Linked DNA regions of Mus musculus: all the other regions are linked to region 2. Evidence: chromatin contacts called from public HiCAR-type and promoter capture Hi-C data. All regions are on one chromosome and are shown on one strand. The core of a region is the stretch at or near the end of the contact, and the rest is flanking DNA. Distances in the headings are between cores, read along the strand shown. Region 1 holds the start of Ccdc150 (coiled-coil domain containing 150). Region 2 holds the start of Stat1 (signal transducer and activator of transcription 1). Region 3 holds the start of Pgap1 (post-GPI attachment to proteins 1). Region 4 holds the start of Ankrd44 (ankyrin repeat domain 44).

The links. Promoter capture Hi-C pulls out the DNA fragments that hold promoters and counts their contacts. HiCAR-type assays count read pairs that join an accessible place to other places. Capture Hi-C pulls out chosen DNA fragments and counts their contacts.
Region 1: a contact with region 2 is called in a promoter capture Hi-C map of liver, with 2.2 times the contacts expected there. The contact joins the promoter of Ccdc150 here to the promoter of Stat1 in region 2. A contact is called at or near these places in 2 of 39 promoter capture datasets (liver and pre-B cells) and 1 of 115 datasets of contacts at active chromatin or transcription factors (astrocytes).
Region 3: a HiCAR-type map of astrocytes shows a contact between it and region 2, with 3 times the contacts expected there. The contact joins the promoter of Pgap1 here to the promoter of Stat1 in region 2. A contact is called at or near these places in 1 of 39 promoter capture datasets (pre-B cells) and 1 of 115 datasets of contacts at active chromatin or transcription factors (astrocytes).
Region 4: a contact with region 2 is called in a promoter capture Hi-C map of liver, with 4 times the contacts expected there. The contact joins the promoter of Ankrd44 here to the promoter of Stat1 in region 2. A contact is called at or near these places in 1 of 484 Hi-C or Micro-C datasets (B cells) and 1 of 9 other capture datasets (liver).

What each region holds. Positions count from the first base shown.
Region 1 is chr1:54,248,663-54,252,216 of GRCm38.p6, forward strand. It overlaps Ccdc150 (coiled-coil domain containing 150), which reads left to right and starts at 2,021. Exons shown (of 28, transcript NM_030025.2): 1 at 2,021-2,223. The coding sequence starts at 2,167. It overlaps Gm51622 (a long non-coding RNA gene), which reads right to left and starts at 1,951. Exons shown (of 3, transcript XR_003947818.1): 1 at 1,627-1,951. It overlaps Gm25829 (a small nuclear RNA gene), which reads right to left and starts at 546; the gene lies at 440-546.
Region 2 is chr1:52,117,937-52,121,044 of GRCm38.p6, forward strand. It overlaps Stat1 (signal transducer and activator of transcription 1), which reads left to right and starts at 1,502. Exons shown (of 25, transcript NM_009283.4): 1 at 1,502-1,687; 2 at 1,976-2,136.
Region 3 is chr1:54,555,642-54,559,231 of GRCm38.p6, forward strand. It overlaps Pgap1 (post-GPI attachment to proteins 1), which reads right to left and starts at 2,043. Exons shown (of 27, transcript NM_001163314.2): 1 at 1,793-2,043. The coding sequence starts at 1,939.
Region 4 is chr1:54,924,999-54,928,156 of GRCm38.p6, forward strand. It overlaps Ankrd44 (ankyrin repeat domain 44), which reads right to left and starts at 1,389. Exons shown (of 28, transcript NM_001081433.3): 1 at 1,142-1,389. The coding sequence starts at 1,168.

The DNA of each region.
Region 1 (3,554 bases), core at 771-3,270, 2.1 Mb after region 2:
TGTTTCTTCCTGTTATTTTTGTTGTTAAAGTTGGCATTCTGTTCTTGTGGCTGTCTTCTTTTAGGTTTGTTGAGGAATTACCTTCCACCTTGTTTTTTCTAGGGCGTTGTTCCCGTTCTTGTATTGGTTTTTTTCTGTTATTATCCTTTGAAGGGCTGGATTCGTGGAGAGATAATGTGTGAATTTGGTTTTGTTGTGGAATACTTTGGTTTCTCCATCTATGGTAATTGAGAGTTTGGCTGAGTATAGTAGCCTGGGCTGGAATTTGTGTTCTCTTAGTGTCTGTATAACATCTGCCCAGGCTCTTCTGGCTTTCATAGTCTCTGGTGAAAAATCTGGTGTAATTCTGATAGGCTTGCCTTTATATGTTACTTGACCTTTTCCCCTTACTGCTTTTAGTATTCTATCTTTATTTAGTGCATTTGTTGTTCTGATTATTAAAAATATGGAACGCTTCACGAATTTGCGTGTCATCCTTGCGCAGGGGCCATGCTAATCTTCTCTGTATCGTTCCAATTTTAGTATATGTGCTGCCGAAGCGAGCACAAGTCAACATTTTAAAATTAGTTGAAAATTTGGAGGGAGATCAAAAAAAATAAAGTGTGTCTAGTCTCTTCAAAGACAACATTAGAAGCAGAGTATGGCAATATATGTTTGAAACTATCATTCAGGAGGTTGAAACAGGAGAATTTTCTTGAGTTCAAGGCCAACCTAGACTATATTAACATGACTCTCAAAAAGTAAAAACCCAACAAACAAATAAACAAAAATATCCACCCAAACCAACCACAAAATTAGATGTTGAATGTGATGAATTTTCAATTAAAGAGAAACCGAATCTCTAGCTGATAAATTTATTATCAATATTGAAAATTTTAAATCCATTTCTCCAACTTTGCAATTGTTTGACCTAAATTCTTACTTGCCAGGTGATGGACACAAGAAGTGAAAGGCACCGACTTAATTCAGTTTAACTCTCTGACTACTGCCTAATCGGGAGACGTGAGCTTGTGAATTTTCTCATCTCACCAAAGCCTGAGGCTTTTCTGGGGAGTGCATACATGTGTCCTTCATCTGTTCTACAGAAAAATCTTGTTGAATGGAAGTGAAATCATATATACACTGAAAATTACCAGCTTTTTTTTTTTTTTTTTTTTTTTTTGCACTAATGCGTTTTCATTTTTATGTTTAAAGTTGTTTTTGAACAAAGGCATTTCTTTTCATGGGTCATTCACAGTCTTATGAATGTCTTAACAGCTGTGGCTCAATGGGCAGGTATCCTCCCCCCTGCTCAGGAGGCCCCAGTCACCAAAAGAATCAGAATAGCATTTCTGTCAAGACACCTGCGAAGTGACAACTCTCAGACTCAACTCTCAGACTAGGTTTATCAGGTTTATTCCCTCAGCCAGAAGGAAGAGCTTTGATTGCCCTGTGTGGGGTACCAATCATTTGGTCCTGTGTCCTGAAACTCAGGTGAAGTTGAATACCACGTTCTTAACTATAGGAGGGTTTTCACGAAGTGTAAACACTTTTAAGGCAAAACTGAAAAACATGACACCTTTTTTCTCCTTCCCCGGCTTTTCCCTTCTTTCCCTTCCTTCCTCCCTTTCCACCGGCTTCGTTTACCTGTCAACAAGGAATCAAAATCTACGCTGAAGAGACAGAAGACTAGAGAGTAGCGTCTGCGTGGCTTACTCTCTACCTGATCGTTATGAAAGAGGACCGAGTGGATTCTTTTGACAAGAACGAGCTGATTTTTTTTACATTCTTGTGTTCATTAACAAAATATTTGTTAGTTTCTCATAGTTCATACGTTATTTGGTCCTCTGGTTCTCCAACAACTGAAAACATCTGATCTTGGCCTCTTCTTGCTTCCTGCAGGGTGCGCCTAGTAATTAGGGCAAAGCCGACCCAATCGAGGAGAGGGCAGCAACTACGTTTCCCAGCGTGCTCTGCTGGAAACACAATGGAGTTTGGCGTCATCCGGGTCACGTGGTCTCGCGTTTCCCGGAGCACTGAGGGATTCCGGCCAGGGTCCCTCCCCAAGTGGAGGGCCCTGCTGGGCCGGGAAAACTACACTTCCCGGCATGCCTCACCTCGGGTGCGCCTGCGTGCCGGAGCAACCCTGCTGGCGAGCGGGTTGGTTTAAAGAGCTGTTTTAGTTCCATGGAAACAAACTTGCTGCCTGGAGGACCGAGCTACGGGCTGTTGGATGAATCAGGGGTGAGGCTGCCGGGCCCACACAGGAAACTGAGGTGGGCGGCTTAGGGGGAGAGACCACGCCTCAGAACAAGGTTCCTTTCCCTCCCAGCCCGAGTCCAGTCCGGCCCTGGAGACCTCTAGAGCCTCGGTTTACCTTGCTTCAGCACCCTGCCTGGCTGTGAAAACAAGCCAGGTTAAGTTGGCCTTGGTTGGACCACAGCTGCAGAAGGGTGGCCAGCCGCTGAGACCTCTACTTTAGTTGCTGTTCCCCATTTAGGTATACAGTTAGTTGAAGGTTCCTGGCGAAGGCTTTTTCAACATTAAGGCATGGTTTTCTGCCACTTGTTATCCTCCCTGGTTTGCTTCCTGGACGTGAGGCGTCTCCATTTGTATTTGTACACTGTTTCTTGCTTGAGCGGAGATAGATGTTTGTTAAGTATTGTCGTGTTTGGCACCCACAACAGCCAAGATACTATGCTAGGCTCAACAACACCAACAAAAGGATTGTAACCCTACGTGAATCAACGTGGGTCAAACACAGATTCTTGGGGTTTTGTTGGTTGGTTGGTTGGTTGGTTTGTGGACTTCCCCCGTGCTAGGGAATTATACACAGGGACAAATAAAGGGCTATTTTAAACTAGCTGCTTTCCAGGCACCATTTGGGACATAACACACACCCGTTTCCTTCCTCCGACAGAAATTGCATGCTCCGCGACAGTAAGATCCATTCTGATGCTGACAGCAGATATCTAGAAACCCTTTAGAGACATGAATACAAATGTGGTGTCTCTCAGTCTATGCTACAAATGCCATAGTACGATTAATGCCAATAACCCCTTTTGCACACGACTTGGTCCATGGTTTGATGAAGACAAGCAGGCACTTCACCTGCATAGGACTAAATTCTATTTTGTCATCTGAAGAGAGAGAACTGAAGCCAGAAGGTAGAAAGGAACATACAAGACCTAAGATGGGAGGAACCTGGGTTATTGCACAGCGGAGTGCCTGCCAAGACCATTTGGTAGTGTGTGCCTGTAATTCTAGCCTTGGGAGGTAGAGACCTGAGGAGAAGTTTAAAGTCATCCTCACATCGAGTTTGAGGGAAGCTTGAGCTACACAAGACCCTGCCTCAAACCTAAAATAAGTAAATAAATAAACCGTAATGAGATGCATTTATGTATTCCTTCCTTAGCAGACCCTTCCTGGTAAGCTTGTGTGTTTTTTGAGATCCCAGAAAGGCAGCTTTTTTCTTTTGCTGCCTCCTTTCTCCCTTTTTCTGGTTCTGACACCAGCCAAAAATTTGCCCTTAACACTGGTCTCTGGAGAGGCCTTACTCCAGCGACCTGGGTAAC
Region 2 (3,108 bases), core at 252-2,751:
AGACTAGGCTGGCCTCGAACTTACAGGAATCAGCTTACCTCTGCCTGCTTAGTACTGGGATTAATGCTGTCTGCCATCAGCACCCAATTGATCCTAGATTTTAACATGAGTTAGTGACTCCTCAAAGAATTTGAGAATACAGATGTTGGCTTAGAGGACTTTTCAAAGAGAACACTGCTGGTGAGAAGATTGAGTTTGGGGAAAGAGTTTTGCTTATTCAAAGAATAAAAATGCTGTACTAAGCAATGAAAACAGAGTAGCACAAGCTGAGATTAAAGAAAGTGATAGGGGAACATGGCTTTAGAGAATATATTGAGAAATTTGAATTGTCTAAGACCAAGCAAGAAAAGCCATCATGAAATTTTTAGATTGGCATGACATGATCAGCATTGCAATTAGATTTAAAAAAAAATCACCCAAATGAGTGTATGGCAGATAAATTAAAAGGGAGTGAAAAGCCAAAGTCAAGCAGTCACCAGAAAAGCCACAGCAATGATCCAGGTAAGAGGACGGGGTGGTGGAAGAGGTAGAAACAGGAGCTAGACCAACCGAGGCTCGAGGACCAAGTGTCCGGGACTAAATGGGCAACGTCTATGGCTTGGCCCTCATCCGTTCCAGACTAAGACGGGGTATGAGGAGGAACCTGTGTTTTGAGTACAGTTGGTTTACAGACTCAGTAGATATCCAAGGACAGGGTAACTGTGACACTTGGAAGAAAGCAGTGGGTGTGTATACATCTAGGAGTGCTCCAGGACATGGAAGTTACAGGGACAGTCATCAAAGGCACAACGGGAGAAGGGTAGATAAGAGACTCACATTCTGGTTTAGTAGTTTAATAATGGAGATGGGGGACAGAGGGATGTCCTGCGAGAAAGGAAGAAGCAAAGAGGTCCTGTCATCATGATGGCTAAGCGGGACAAAAGTTTCGGTAATGGAGGTGTCAATTGTGTAAAGCTTTATTTTTCTTAAACATATTAGTTAGAATTATTTATTTTATTTCATGACATTTTTGTTTTGCTTGCGTGTATGTGTACTTCTTGCAGGCTTGGTTGACGTCAGTGGAGGTCCGAAGAGGGCACTAGACTCCTGGAACTGGAGTTGGGAACCATTACGCAGGCACTGCAAATCCAAGCCCTGTCCTCTGCAAGAGCAAGTTCTCTGTAGCTGCTGAGTTAAAGGCAAGTATTGAATGTTTTCAAATTGGTAAATTAAGCTCCCTGGCTTTAGTAGCGTGAAGGTTAATCTCTAGTCCCCAATTCTGAATCCCGCAGTGATGCGCCTACTTAATGCAGGATCTCCAAGACTGAGCTTGCGCAAGCCTATAGTTTCCAACCTTGTAAACACAACCCCCTGTCTGCGGTTTGCACCGCACAGCGGCGCCCCAAGTTTCGCACGCCGGGTAGGGAGCGCGCGGACCAGGAAGGCCAAGCAGCCGAGGGGGGGGGGACGGTGCGCTGATGGAACAGCCGGCCAATCTCTGCCGCTGATTGGCTGAGGCGGAAGGAGGCGGGACGCCCTCTAGCCTTTTTTCCTGCCCGGTACTTTCGGTTTTCAGCGCCGAGTCTGTCAAAGCTCCCTGGAGACCTCCGGGACCGCGCCCCTCAGACCCACTTGGGACACTGCTGAGCGGCGCAGAGAGATTTGCCCAGACTCGAGCTCCTGCGTGCAGTGAGTGAGTGAGAGCCAGGTGCGGATCCGGGTGCGGGTGCGGGTGGAAGTGGGGCGCCCTCTCCTCGGACCTGGGGTCTGCTGCCCACAGGTGACCTGTCATCCCGCAGAGAGAACGCCAGGAGCCGGATCGCTTGCCCAACTCTTGGCGCTGCTTGGCTCTCTTATCCTGCCGTTCTCACTTCTAGGGTAAAATGACTTGTGCAATAGACATTTCTCCCGGAAGACACTGCACCTTCCCGCTTAACCTTTGCTCGCCTTGCCTCCAGCCCCTTTCCACCACTGTAACATTTTCTTCTTTTTGCAGTCGTTTCAGCTCTGCTCCATACCCTGAGCCGGCGCCACGCCGCCGCGCATGCAACTGGCATATAACTTGCTGTGTGTGGTGATTGCTTGTGTTGAATCCCGAACCTGCACCCGGAGACAGCCCAGTAAGTCTACGTGGGAACGGAAGCATTTGGAATCTCAGTATGTATCAGCCCTTACCGGTTTTCTGAAACTTAAAGGTGGTATTTAGGTTCCGCAGAACCACTAATGGTATAATCACTATCTAAAATACTCCCGAACACTACCTAAAAGTTTAGGGATAGGTGAATGGATGGGTGAAGATTGCTTTTATCTGGCAGGAATGACTTGAGCCCTGATTGATCAATGAGGACTCAGACTTGTAGGTTCATCATGGGGTTTGCCTTTTGCTTTCCTACGCCTTCTGATACATACAAGGTTTCAGCGGAACAAACGGTTCTGTGCTCAGTAACACTTAGGCTATATGCCCGGCGCTGTAGGGTCCAGAGGACGCTGATAGCAAAATATATCCCCTCAGAGGCTCTGATGCGTGCAGACAGCAAGCTTCCTGTGGAAAGTTCATGCGCTAAAAACCGTGCAAATGGCAGCCTGGTACAGGCCAAAGAAAGTTATGTGTGGGAGGGATAGACAGTTTTAGGAAGAAGTACCATCTATACGGAATTCTGCTAGATTGTTGGAAACAATGTGGTCTGTGCAGAACGGGCTAGACCGGGAGGATAGAATGTTTGTTGGAGGCATGAAAACAGGAAAGAGCCAACTCCAGACTCTGAGCCAGGTGTTTAAGGACTGTCTTGCCAGTCTCAGGTTTACAGACATGCCACAGTGGTGGGCTGGAGTCCTTTCCAATGGTATTTGAAATGGCGGCTTGCTTTGTAGTGTAGACATTTCCTTATTATCCTTTGAAGGGGCATTTGTGCAGCAGACATGACTTCATTCCTGCACATGAGTGTTTGAAAACAAGTATTTATCCATACAGTCCCATATGCTCCATCAGAGTACAGACCTTTCCTCAGAGGTCTGGCGCTACTACAGTCTCCCACTCTGAATTGTGGTGGTGCCATTGTGTAGTGGTGTGTATCCCGTTACATGATTGTCACAGGTAACTTGTTTCTATCTCAAGACTTCCTTAATTTA
Region 3 (3,590 bases), core at 793-3,292, 2.4 Mb after region 2:
ACAGCTTTACTCATAAGAAAGCCACTTGGCTCTTAAAAATCTCAATATTTATTCAAAAGGGCTCATTTCTATAGGTAGGCCTTAATTCTGTTTGTAAAATAACATAATTCATTCAAAGTCTGCTAAAAATGTGTACTAAAACTTCCACCACTATGATTATTACTGTGCACACAAATTATTAAGTGTCAAACTCCAAAACAGCAATTTGTACCAAAATAACTACATACCGACAAAAAAAGCCCACTAGCTCTTTTGTCTCAATGACACTAATTTTCTCTTTCTAGTCAATTTCATGAGGCACAAGGCCCATCTGTGAGATCCATATGCTTTGTTCTGAACATGGAGGCAATTTCTACTACTGCAAATATTAAAACAGACCAAATAATTGTGGGAAATCTAAAAATAAATGGAAACTATTGTTCCAAAATGATTTTATTGTAACCACTGAATACAGTACTACACTAAAGCGACCTGCTTCAATATTACCGAGTTTTCAAATTATTAAATCATAGGCAATGAAAGAGAACTAAAATAAACTCTATTTTCAGTTTTTAAAAAAACCCTAAAGTTCTTATTTTTAACTATTAAGATTCTAATGAACATAAGCCAACATCATATCAGTTCATTAGCTTTGGAATTAACACTAACTTGTTAAAAATCTCCAAAAGCATCTGAAATGCAGTGTTCACTTTCCCTCATAACCACTGATGCAAAATCAAGGTAGGAACTCATCTACTAGAAAATATCCATGGGAAAGGATGCTTGCTCCTCAGCAACTTAAACTTCAGTTTTTAAATGTAAATAAGAGAGCATCAAACAGGCTCCCTCTATAAGGACCTGTACACAGACTCAATCCTGATTTTCATTCTTTATCGACAGAAAAAAAAATCTGCTATGATCCTAAAAGTATACTAAGAATGCACCTTATCAAAATGTATTATGCATATTTTATAGGAGTTATTATAATAGATATTCCAAAATTTAGATTCATTTAGAAATCTCAAGAAAAATATCACCAAAGGGAATTTCTCCTGACAGCTGTGTAATTTGTTATCATCTCTTTCTACTGCTGGTCATGAATGAAATTTTAGATTCTACTACGCGGAACAAATGAAGCAATTAATGAAAGCATTCAAATTAGAACAGAGGAGGTGGGGGGGGGCGATGAAAGAGGAGGCAGATCCTGTTAAACCCAGTGAGAAGACAAAATAACACCAGAATGTACATGCAACCGATTATAACAGATATCGTAATCGATTATGCAGGTCACTGACTGTTCAGAGGCATGCGAAAACACAGGTACGCACACTCACACACCCACGGACTCAAAACCTACAGAACAGGTGGATCGGCAAAATTCTCCACCGGAGGAAAACTAGATAGTTTTCAGTTTAATTATTAATCAGGCCAGTCTGTCACTTCACCCAGAGGTAAAACCTCAGAGCCTCTTTTTTAAATCAGCTTTGGCAACTCTGCAAGACGCTGCTTCTTTCCAGAAAAGCGAAATCTGACGCACGCCCATCACTGGGCGCGAAGAGAAATCATCTCCTTGCAAGCAAAGGAGGGTCCGGGAAGTATAAGGATTGGGGAGAGGGACCAGAGCTGGCTCTCTGGCGGTCAGAAGTCGGGGTCCGGAGTCTGGGTGGGGGACGAGGGGTCGCGGAGGCGAGGATGCCCTGCCCAGCACGAAGCAGGAGACTTCGAGTGCCAGGAGAGCTCCGAGTCGGAGCGTTCCATCTGAGCCCGAGAGAAGCCCGGGAGGTGTGGGCGCGCAGGTAAGGGAGGGCCGTACCTGGTACTCGGGGTACTCGAACATGTAGCTCATGCTGCACTTGTTTTCCTCGAAGCCGAAGAAGACATCCCACAGCCCCAGGGTCGCCAGAAACACCATGAAGACATAGAACGCCAGATTCCAGAGGTTGACTGAGTGGAGAAACATGGTGCAGACGAGCGCCTCTACACCAGGAGAAGCTCGGCAGCCTAGACAGAGCGAGGGAAAGACTCCGGTGCCAAGCCGTGCCCAGCTGAGCAGCGCGCGCCTGCGCGGAGCCCGCCAGCACCCCCTCCCCTTCGCCTGCCGCTCAGCGCGCCTGCGCAACTGCGAGCAGCCGGCCCGCGGTGCCGCCCACGGAGGAGGGGGCTGTGGGCGTTTGCAGCGTGAGCGAGATTGTGTGCCTAAAAAATGGAATGAGAAAGCGGAGTGGGCTGGGCTGGAGGGCATGGAGAGAAAAGGGAGGGGGCGAGAGGGGCGGGGGGACGGGGAGTGGAGGAAGAAAGGGAGAGGGGGATGGGAGCGCGGGATCCCAGAGGCAGGAGAGGGAATGGCCGGGTGGGTACCGCAGGAATTGGCCAGGGGCAAGGATAACGCCCTAGAGTCCAGAGACTGTTAGAGATTCAGAGCTAACTGGCCAAGAGAGGCGGCACATCAAAGGCGTGTCAGGTGGCTGTCACGCACACCTTCCCCTGCAACAGTTTCAAACCCCATCCTGTTCAATTTTGAACCATCTCGGGCCTCCGCAATTTCGCTTCAAGGACCAACTAGCTTGATTCCAGAAGAGACAAATGGCTTTCCCCCTTCCTCTTAGACCACCGACTTGGGCCCTGTAGGTAGTAACAACACCTGCTCATTGAAACAAAACACACGACAGTCAAAGGAAATCCTGTTCTTGGTGGAAGCCTTAATCAGACGAAGTCTAAAAAAAAAAAAAACAATATAAAAATACCTACCAACATGATGTTCCCAGTTGGTACCTGCAGGACCAGGTCGGCACTGACTTGAGGTGCTCTCCAAGTCCCCCATGTCTCTGGGGACTGGTTCCACAATGACGTTAGAAGAGAATTTTGCTCAAGCTTCCACTCTTTCTCATAACTTAGTTCATTTTGAAGAATTTCCATTTGTCTTTACACAAAGGAAGGGGTTTTAAAAAAGCAAATTAAACCCATTGATAATACTTGTAACAGCTTCGAAACGCTGAAATGTTATGAGGTGTCAGCCCTTAAAGCTAACCAGACAGCAGATGAGTTTTGTGTGTGTGTGTGTGTGTGTGTGTGTGTGTGCGTGTGTGTGTGCACGTGCGTGCGTGCTGCTAACTTCAGAATTTTACTTAGAATGATCTTTGGCACTGACTCAATTTTATTTTATTAGATTAATTTTCTAGCAAATATTTTGAGGAAAGCTGGATAGGATGCATGAAATCAAAGAATTTCAAGACCGAAAAGGAAGCTAATTGTTTATCTTATACAAAACCCTGCTATTCACATCAAGAAGCTACAATCCAAAGGTAAAAGGGTAACAATTTTTTTAACCCTAGACAGAAACACTTGGATATCTAAGCAAATACACCTAGCTACAAGATACGGACTATTTGTAAAGAGAGGACTGGGAAAATGGACTGGTGAGCTGCTTTGAGGTATGGAGGTAGATTTGGAAGGGCCAGGAAAGTCTGGGTAATACTGAGTAGCAGGGCAATAGTTAGCTAATAAGCATTTAAGGCATACCATGTATGTTTTGGATGTTGTGGTGTGCCCCTTGGTATAGGAGTTATTTGTCCTATGCTGTGATGATACCCTGGGACAAACAACTTAAGGAA
Region 4 (3,158 bases), core at 139-2,638, 2.8 Mb after region 2:
CTGCTAAATTTAACAGAGTTTTTAACTCAGTGACTTCTGAACCAAGGCGGGGAGGGGAAGAAAGCGGGGCTGTAAATACTTAAGGAAAGCAAGCTGAAGTAAATTTAATCTAAAGGGGCAAAACAAACCATTGTGGCTCACTACCGCAAAGGTTGCATTTAAGTTGCAGAATATTCTGGCTGAATTCTAACTAGCAAGACGCCAGATGCAACCTATTAAGAAGTTGGAGGTGCTTAATAGAGGGGACTGGCCTGTTTGACACCATGTATCAAAGTCAAGATCGCCTCTTCGCTTACCAGGCCCCCAAAACAATGTTCATTTCAGTGTAGATGCATAAACCGGGACGTTTCCCCCCTTTTCATGTAAAGAATTGTGAGGTTTTGTTTTGTTTTGTTTTGTGTTTCAGGCAATTTAGTTGGACTTCCCGTGTGTGTCAATGTCCAGACCTGTAGCAAAGACTGTCAATCGGATTCAATAAATAATTTCATGGCTTCAAGCTGAACTCTGGGGCTGCCGGGTGTGATGTCTCCGTCAAAAAAGCAACAAAGCTGAGGGGCACCAGCGCCTGCGAGCTCAGCCTGGGACCTGACTCCATCTCCTATTCGGAGACCTGGGCCGAGAGCTCGCGTCTCTCTGCACCCTCAATCCCACATCCCACACCCAGCCCCTGGGCAACTAAAGAGGAAGTCGGGGTGTCCTATCCAACCGATGAAGATAGCCTATTGCACGGGAGCGGGGATCCCGGCCAGTCTCTTGCCTGACGCGGGAGAGGTCTGGGGAAGCGGGGCTGCGAGGCTGAGATCCTCTCTCCCGCCGTCCACCTTCCTCCTCCTGAGCCCACGGGCAGCCTTCCCCCGAGCACCCCCAGGCTGACTGCTCCTGAGTGCACGACGCAGTCCGAGGCTCCCCTCTCCCGGTGCGGCTGCGACCCGCGTTCCCCGCGTCCGGCGGCCACTCCCGCATCTCGCCGACCCTCTCCGGCCGCGAACGCGCACTTGCGACGGCCCAGGGCGGAGACTGCGCGGGAGCCGAGCCCCGCGGCAGGCCGTGCACGCTCAAAGGCTGCGCGTAAACAGCCCGGGGCGCGCTCCGCTCGCTCGGCGCCCGCCGCGCCCCCTTCTCCGCTCCCCGCCGCCCCTACCTGCTCGCAGAGTTTGAGCACTGCCATTCTTCCTTTCCCGCGCGCGCGCACATACAGCTCTCCGCTCCGCAGATGTCAACGCCGGGAGCCCGGGGACGCGGAAGGGACGGCCCGGGAAAGCTCCAGGAGCTGGGCTCGCGAAGGTGACAGCCCCGCCACTGCTCGGCCGCCGCCGCCTGCCTCTCAGAGCCCAGCCCCGGCTCGCGGGAGTCGCAGCCCGGCCCGCCCGCCTTTATACAGGAAGTGCCGGCCGCTGCCAGCCGGGCCGCCACTGACATCACCGCGCGCTGCCTCGCGCCGCCCGGGCCGACGCTGCCTCCTGCCGCCCGCGGCGGCTCCTCGCAGCCCTCGGCCCCGGCGCCCTCCCACACCTGCACCCCGCTCCGCCAGGAGCCAGCCGAAAGGGGAGGGGGCCTGACGCTGACCCTCCCCAGCAATCCCACCCACGCGCACGCCACCGATGGGCAATCCCTCGCCGACACACCCCAGGGGTCCAGAAAGCTTGCTACTCACAGGCCACCAACTTTCACCCTGCAGACTGTGTCACACCCCCTTTCCCTAAACCTCTTCCCTAATCAGATTGCTCCGGCGCTCCGAATTTCTGCCACCTAGGCGCTGGGCTGACAGTCTCTTTGTTTAATATAAGGAGGCCATGGATGCGTTGTTGAGTCCAGGGTTTCTCTAAACATATAGCGGTGGGAACGGGAGCTGTGACCCTCCGGTCACCTCCTAGTTAAACCACACACTACCCTAACTTGGTAGCCTAGGCTTGGGACTGAAGGTGAAACTGAGTAGGAAAAAAAGAGTCCTACTAAATTACTGCATTAAATAAGTCCTAGCTGATTTATTCCTACAAGAGTAAGTTGCATGCTGCCCACTTTCCACCCTACACACACAGAAGACAGCTGTCCGACAGATTAGGCTTCTAATACAGAGGTAGCAATCCGTAGTAAGTGTTGGTATTTCTGCGATCTGGAAAAGCACTTATAAATTCCGGCAGTGACTGGGCATGGAGAGAAATGGAGCATAAGCAGGTAAGATATTCTGCTGGCTAGTTTTTACCTCTACTTGACACGGGCTACAGTCATTTGAGAAGAGGGAGCCTCAGGTTTGTTTGTTTGTTTGTTTGTTTGTTTGTTTGTTTTTTAAAAAGGCTCCCACCAGATTGACCCGTGAGCAAGCTGGTAGGGGCATTAAGAAAATTAATTAAGAAAAACTGATGATTAATGTGGTCGGGGTCAGCTCTCTGTGAGTTGTGTCACCCTGGGTAGGGGTAATCTTGGGTGTATAATAAAGCAGACTGAGCAAGCCATGAGCACCAAGCCAGTAAGCAGCACTTCTTCCTGGCATGTGCTTCAGTTCCTGCTTCCAGGTTCCTGCCTTGCGTTACTGCCCTGTCTTCCTTCAGTGATGAACTGTGATGTGGAAGCGGAAGTACAAACAAATTCTTTCTTCCTCAAGTTGTTTTTGGTCACTTTTCCTTTTTTTGTCACACTAGAGCCCGTAAGTAAGACAGGTGCCTACTCTCAAAGGGCACTCATATAAACCAGATAGGCATTGCAGATTAATATAATTCCAAACCGAAATAAAGGATCATAAGGAGAAGTATTTAGGAAGCAAAAGACCAGACTAAGCTGGGCGTGGTGGCGCATGCCTTTAATCCCAGCACTCGGGAGACAGAGGCAGGCAGATTTCTGAGCTCGAGGCCAGCCTGGTCTACAAAGTGAGTTCCAGGACAGCCAGGGCTACACAGAGAAACCCTGTCTCAAAAAAACAAAACAAAACAAAACAAACAACAACAAAAAAAAAAGACCAGACTAGACCAGTGGCTAAGGGCAGGCTTCCTGAAAGAGGGGAAAGCTGAGACCTAGAGAAGAAAGTTAAGCAGGGAAGTGAGAGATAGCCCACACCCAAGAAGCCACTGGTACCCCTAGCAGGACCTTCGGGACTGTTGAACAACAAATCAGAACTACAAAGGGCCTGGTTAAGATCAAATGCCTGCCCCACACCTGCCTCT